2 separate regions of the Sus scrofa genome follow, and region 1 is linked to region 2. The links are chromatin contacts, called in public HiChIP or PLAC-seq maps. All regions are on one chromosome and are shown on one strand. Each heading gives the region's core, a stretch centred on a gene start, on an enhancer-like site or on the middle of the called end of the contact. The rest is flanking DNA. Distances are from core to core; before and after follow the strand shown.

Region 1 (2,795 bases), core at 211-2,710, 550 kb before region 2:
GTGAGACTCTCTAGGAGATAACATGGCCCAGAGCTGCAACATCGAGGACAACTTCATCAGCATTTATAGTATATCCGAGGAGAGTCACAACAAACAAATCATCCCCAGGACAACAGGAGAGTGGAGGCGGGACACAAGTCCACACAGTGAGAATTACTTGTGGAAAAACGCTGCTCATCCAATGCCAAGTTCTGCTCACGCACTTATAAGGATGTCAGTACCGTGGCCCAAGCTGGAGCCAGCTGCAAAAGCCATCTGGATTTAAAAGTCCTGAGACTCAACCCTCACGGCTGTCAGGGAAACTGAGGCCCAGGGAGGGACAGGGATAAGCTTCCATTCAGACCCCAAAGGACTGGCTCATTCAGGACTGGAATTTAGCCCTGTCACCAGACTGTCATTCTAGATAGTTAATACTAGAATTTAAGAACAGAAATTCGAGAGAATTTCCAAGTTTGCAGAAAAGCCATTGATTGTACCAGCTTCTGTGTTTGTGCCCGTGTCAGTAATAGCAGCATCTACAATGCGGTTCAATGGACATTTTTTTTTTTTTCTCCCTCAACCTGGTCATTTCGTATCTGACTCAGGGAGTGCCCTGTGGAAGTTTATGTGGCCACAGTGTCAATCAGATCCAAGAGAAGTGTTCTCAGTCAGCAAAGGTGGTCACTGTAGATAGAAGAACTAAAATCCTGATCCATGTTCCTTAGATCTAGTGAGAGTGACTGCTTGTAGCTTGTGTATGGAGGTCTGTGGTTTGTAGATCTGTGGCTAAAGGTTTCTGCCTACCCTCTGTGAATCACTAAATTCCAAAAGAGATTGAATATGATTGGTCAGAGCAGTGGTTGCTGGTAAACCAGCTCTCTAGAGGATGGAAGGGAAGCCTGATCTGTTGTATTTGCCAATATCTGTGGCGTAAATACTGTCATCATGGCTGATTTCAAGCTGTCAATGGTTTAAAAAACGACCTCACAGAATTCCTGAAAATTTAACGATCGGTTCTCATGGGCCTGTTCCGGCTGTCTCCCGCAAGCCTCTACAGCTCTCCCAAACAAGTGGATTGGGGGGGCGGGGCTGGGGAGAATAGTGGTGGATCCTGTTTAGTTCTCTGAGGTCAGACCTCACCTAAGAGGGTGTGTCTAGTTTCAAATCCTAGATTATAAGAGGAGCATTGACAAATTGAAAGTCGTTCAGAGGGTTGAGCAAGAAACAATCTCATCTAGAAAAAGCTGTTGGGAGGGAAAACTATTGCTGGGATGAGAATCGAAAAGAAGAAAAACAGTATTCTGGTCATTGTTTCCAGATCTCTGTGAGGCTGTGACTTCTTGTCCTGGGGATGAGGAGAGCTGTTCATAATTGGGAAGCTGATTTGAGCTCATCATAAAAACTTTTGGATAAAGCTGCTCAAAGAAAGGCAGGGTTACTGGAGCTTCAGCACCCGAAGTATGAAAGATGTGGGGCAACCACTAGGTGGGGCTGTAGCAGTGAGGACTCCAGCGCCCCTTCTAGTCCCTGGGAGCCCATCATGCCATGGAGTTGTCTTCCTTCTCCCATTTATTTAGTTTCATCCTCTTACTTTTTGTTCCATTTTTCTTTTTCTTTTCCCTTGGCTCACTTTCTTTGTTGTCTTTGGCTTACTTCCTTGATAAAGCTCCCTTGGACAGTGACCCCTACATCTTTCTGAAGAGAGAAGGCTAAGCCCCTGAGCTTTTTCCCGACCTTTTACATCCTAGGAAGAAAGTACAAGCCCTCCTTTCCCCTCATTTTTCTTTGCTTTCTTTTCTTTCTTTCAACATTCTCTGCTCCACATTTGTGATTGAAGAAGGGCAAATAAACAAATTGAAACTGAAACTGTGTGCTGGCCATAAAGTGAGGACATCTGGGAGGCTTGCAAGGAAATTTACATGCTTGTCGGGTTTCTGGTTACATATTTTGTGTTGCCTAGTAACGAACCCCACAGTTTCCTTTCATGCTTTATTCTCCCTATCCCTTGTTTATAGTGTAATTACCACTGTGACATCATAATCCCCCATTGAACAGCTGTCAGGGGGGCCCAACTGCTGAGTAAACAGGGCTTTACAATCTCTCCTCCCACAGGCTGGTTTACTAAATAGATCAATATTTGGTTTGTAGGCACAGGGATTAGGAGGTGGAAGTGTCTTTTGAAAAAGCCCTCTCTCTTCCCAGGACCTCCAGCGCACCTGAGAATGCTGGAAAGAAAAGCCAGGTTCATGGATAATAAAAGAATCACGGAGCTACTTTCACCTGCCTGTGATTTCCCAAGGAGCAACTTGTCTGTAAGAAGTGAGACCTCTTTGAGAATTAGTAATACCTTAGGTTCTTTCTTCTAAAGCTTAGACAATTCTACTTTCTTCCTCCCTCTCTCTGCCTCCCCCTTAGCTCTCCTTTCTCTGTCCTCAATCACATTTGAATTAATCTTTCTAAATGGATGTTATAGCCTCAGGGACTAAAAGAATGACATGTAGATAAACAGGAACTAAGCTCCTGAAGATCTCTCTCTAACCAACCCCCCCACCACCACCGTTCTCTCCACCCTGCTCCAGGATTAGAAGCTCCACAAAGAAAGCAGCCTCTGAGGTTTCTTTGTCAAACTAGAGATTCCTGGTTGAGAGTTTTGGAAAGAATGATTTAGATGTTTCCTCTCTGGGTCAGGAAATTGTGACTCAAACACACATAGGAGAAAGAACTTGGGAGTACTGGCCTCAGCATCAGGAGCTGTGAGTTCTAACCCTGGTGCTGATTGTAACTTGCTCTGTGACCTCGGGCAAGTCCCTCATGGA
Region 2 (2,842 bases), core at 236-2,735:
GGCATACAGGCTCGACCTTGATGTGACCTTTTACTGGGTCTTAGAAAGAGATGGAAAAAGCCTGCCCTCCCAGGAGAGGTGACAGAGCAATTAATAAGGCAGAGTCTAAAGCTTCAGAAATGCAAGGATCCAGGTGCTGAATTCATCTGTTCTAAAGATGAAAAAACAGAAAATCCTCTTTTGGTTCCTATTTGGGTAAAGTTGGACATAAATCATTCTTTGAAAAGGTGTCCGTGGGTGCCTTTGGTTGGAGGGGCTCAAGCCCTTTCCAAACATTGCCTCATTAATCCTGGCAAACACCAGGAGAGAAAGCCTGGATAGGCGGCACCTTTTGTGTCACTGAACAGATGAGACCTGGCCTCAAACTTAAAGACACAGGCAGGTTCCAGGTGGACTAGGACAAGGCCCTGCTGGCTGGTGTTAGCTATGCGTGAGTTGTGGGGAAGGGGAGTGAGGAATGAGTGTGTGTGTGTGTGTGTGTGTGTGTGTGTGTGTGTACTCTCTGTGTGCTTTTAGTTTTCCTAATTGTCTCAAACCAGGAAAAGAAAATGAGGCCGCAGCCCTGGAGGCTGGGTGACATGTTATGAGGAAGTCTTATCTTCTTTGAAAATGCCAGATTTTGGCAAAGATTGAATCCCCTTTTCTTGGCAAGCTTGTCCTTGGTAAATGCTTCCTGTTTATTTCAGCCCCTCCACATGCGTGGACATTACTGCAACGGTGCAGTTCTAACCTGAAAAGCGGAATCAGGAAGGGGACTGGGAGGAAGAAAGAGCAAACTCCAACAAGGGATGCTGGAAGTGTCATTTGCTGCCTTGGGATTGATGTGGGTGTTGAGTCCGGTTTGGTATTTCAAAGTCAAGGAAAGATCTAAAAGTACCAGTGCCTTAGAAATGTAAAATACTTGATACGGTCGCTCCTTTTCCTTCTTTGTGAAAAGGAAAAAGAAATAAAAGAGAAAGAGATCGAAGAAAGAAAAAAAGAAGAAAGGACAGAAAGAAAAGGAAAAGGAAAAGAAAAAGGAAAGGGGAAAAGCGAGGCAGAGGCGATGGCGAGCGCAGAATCGCGGGATCCCGGCTCCCTACCCGGGAGAGCGGAACACTTTCCTCCGCGGCCGCGGGCTCGGAGCTTTTAAGGGTTTCTAATCCTGGAAGGCTGTCTGACATCACCCCGTTTCTTGTCGGCTGATGTTTCGTACAAGCCTCTCATTTCCTCAGTGTTTTCAGAGCACCAATTACTGCAACAATCTCGTGTTTATGTTTGCTCTCTCTCCTGCCTCGCTGGCCCTACGCCTGGAGCCTTTGCCGCTTTCCGACGCGGGGAGCCCAAGGGGGCTGGGTGGGGGGGAGCGGGAGGGGGGAACCTGGATCGGGCACTGCAGAAAAAGGGAGGGGTCCCCCTTAATTTTTTTTCATTGACTTCAGCACCATGTGATCAGGAAGTCTGGCCTCCCTCCATTTCCCCTCCCGACTAAAGGGAAACATTGTGTAGCAGCCGCCGCGGCCACTGGTGGGATGGTCTTCGCCGCCTGACGTAGGGAGATAAAAATAACCGGCATATTTAAGGCCTGAGCAGGAATCCCGGCGCTCACACGCGGCCTGGTCAGTTCCCGAGGCCGGCTGGGCGCGGGGCCTGCGGGGAGGCCCGCGCGCTCCTGCGCGCACCGGAGCGTCGCGAGGGCCAGCGCCGGCGACCTGGGGACCCGGGCCCACCACCCAGGCCAGCCGAGCCTCGCGGAGCCCCGGAGAAGCCGGCAAGAGCAGCCTGGCTCGAGCGCGCTGGGCTGGGCATGGGTTCTGGGTCCTGCCTCCCTGGAGACGGGAAGGAAGGATGCTGTGGCAGAAGGAGGGTGGCGGGGAGCCCGAGGGCACACACAAGCTGCCGCTAAAAAAGCCTGCCTGTCCTACACACCATGGTACCCACTCTTTCTCGTCAAATCCCCCCTCTCCAGCCCCTTGAAATGCTGGAACTGCATCCTGCAAAGCAGGCCTGGGAACAAACAAGAATCAGCCTCCTACACTCCAAAATGGGACAAATCCTTGCAATGTCCAGCAATTTCAGAGGCGAATACAGACTTCCTAGAAGCATGCTATCCAGCCACGCTACAGATTTCCTCAGAACTCCTCACCACTGCCCTCACCTCTGACCTGTCCAGGGACCAGCAAAATAGAAAAGGAGGAAGTGCCCCCCTCGATGAGCCCACGTCCCTGTCTCAGCAGCACAGACACGGTGAACAGTACATGACCCTGTCTGCCATCCCACTGTTTCCTCTTGCGTGCATTCATTTAAACCTCACCAGGGAGGTTCCATGACCCCTATTTTACATGAAAGGAAACTGAGGCTCGGGAGACATGGAATGGTTGCCCAGTGCACGCATGGGCATTGCTTCCCTGAGCCTTAGTCGCCTCCCTTGACTGCATTCACACAGCAGCATGGATGTATCATTCTGGAAACCACCTTTCTTCTGTGCCTCCTACCCCCTAAATAAAATGAATACCAAGCAAAACAGTGGTGGTGAGCTTTCCTGCTGATCTGTGAAATAACAGTTCTGCCCTTGCTCTGGGCCACAGAGAAGTTTTGATTTCAATTAATAATGGGAAATCTCCCAGCCTTCTGATGTCTAAAGGAGCAAGATATTTCAAGATTTCTGGCAGAGTTTTTCACCTGAGCCCAACGTGCTGATGAAAGATGAAATGACACCCTTAATTGTTTTGGCATTGCAGAGATAACGCAAAGCTATTATCTGGGTGGAAAAGGCAAAGATGTTTCATTTAGGGAAAAATCAGTAATTTTCTCACACATGAGGATCGAGACTCCAGGGCTGAATCCCTAAAACAATGCCTGA

Evidence for each region. HiChIP or PLAC-seq counts read pairs in DNA pulled down with a chosen protein or histone mark.
Region 1: an H3K27ac HiChIP or PLAC-seq map of skeletal muscle shows a contact between it and region 2, with 4 times the contacts expected there. The contact joins two enhancer-like sites. A contact is called at or near these places in 2 of 47 Hi-C or Micro-C datasets (embryonic fibroblasts and epiblast stem cells) and 1 of 2 datasets of contacts at active chromatin or transcription factors (skeletal muscle).

What each region holds. Positions count from the first base shown.
Region 1 is chr1:249,290,341-249,293,135 of Sscrofa11.1, reverse strand. No RefSeq gene overlaps it. Among named protein-coding and RNA genes, the nearest start is that of TRNAE-UUC, 250 kb to the left of the region's middle. Within about 2 kb of position 1,460, at least 29 of the 83 cell types and tissues checked have an H3K27ac peak or open chromatin away from gene starts, as enhancers often do. A contact at or near this core is called in skeletal muscle, where this site is marked.
Region 2 is chr1:248,740,369-248,743,210 of Sscrofa11.1, reverse strand. No RefSeq gene overlaps it. Among named protein-coding and RNA genes, the nearest start is that of KLF4, 130 kb to the right of the region's middle. Within about 2 kb of position 1,485, at least 56 of the 83 cell types and tissues checked have an H3K27ac peak or open chromatin away from gene starts, as enhancers often do. A contact at or near this core is called in skeletal muscle, where this site is marked.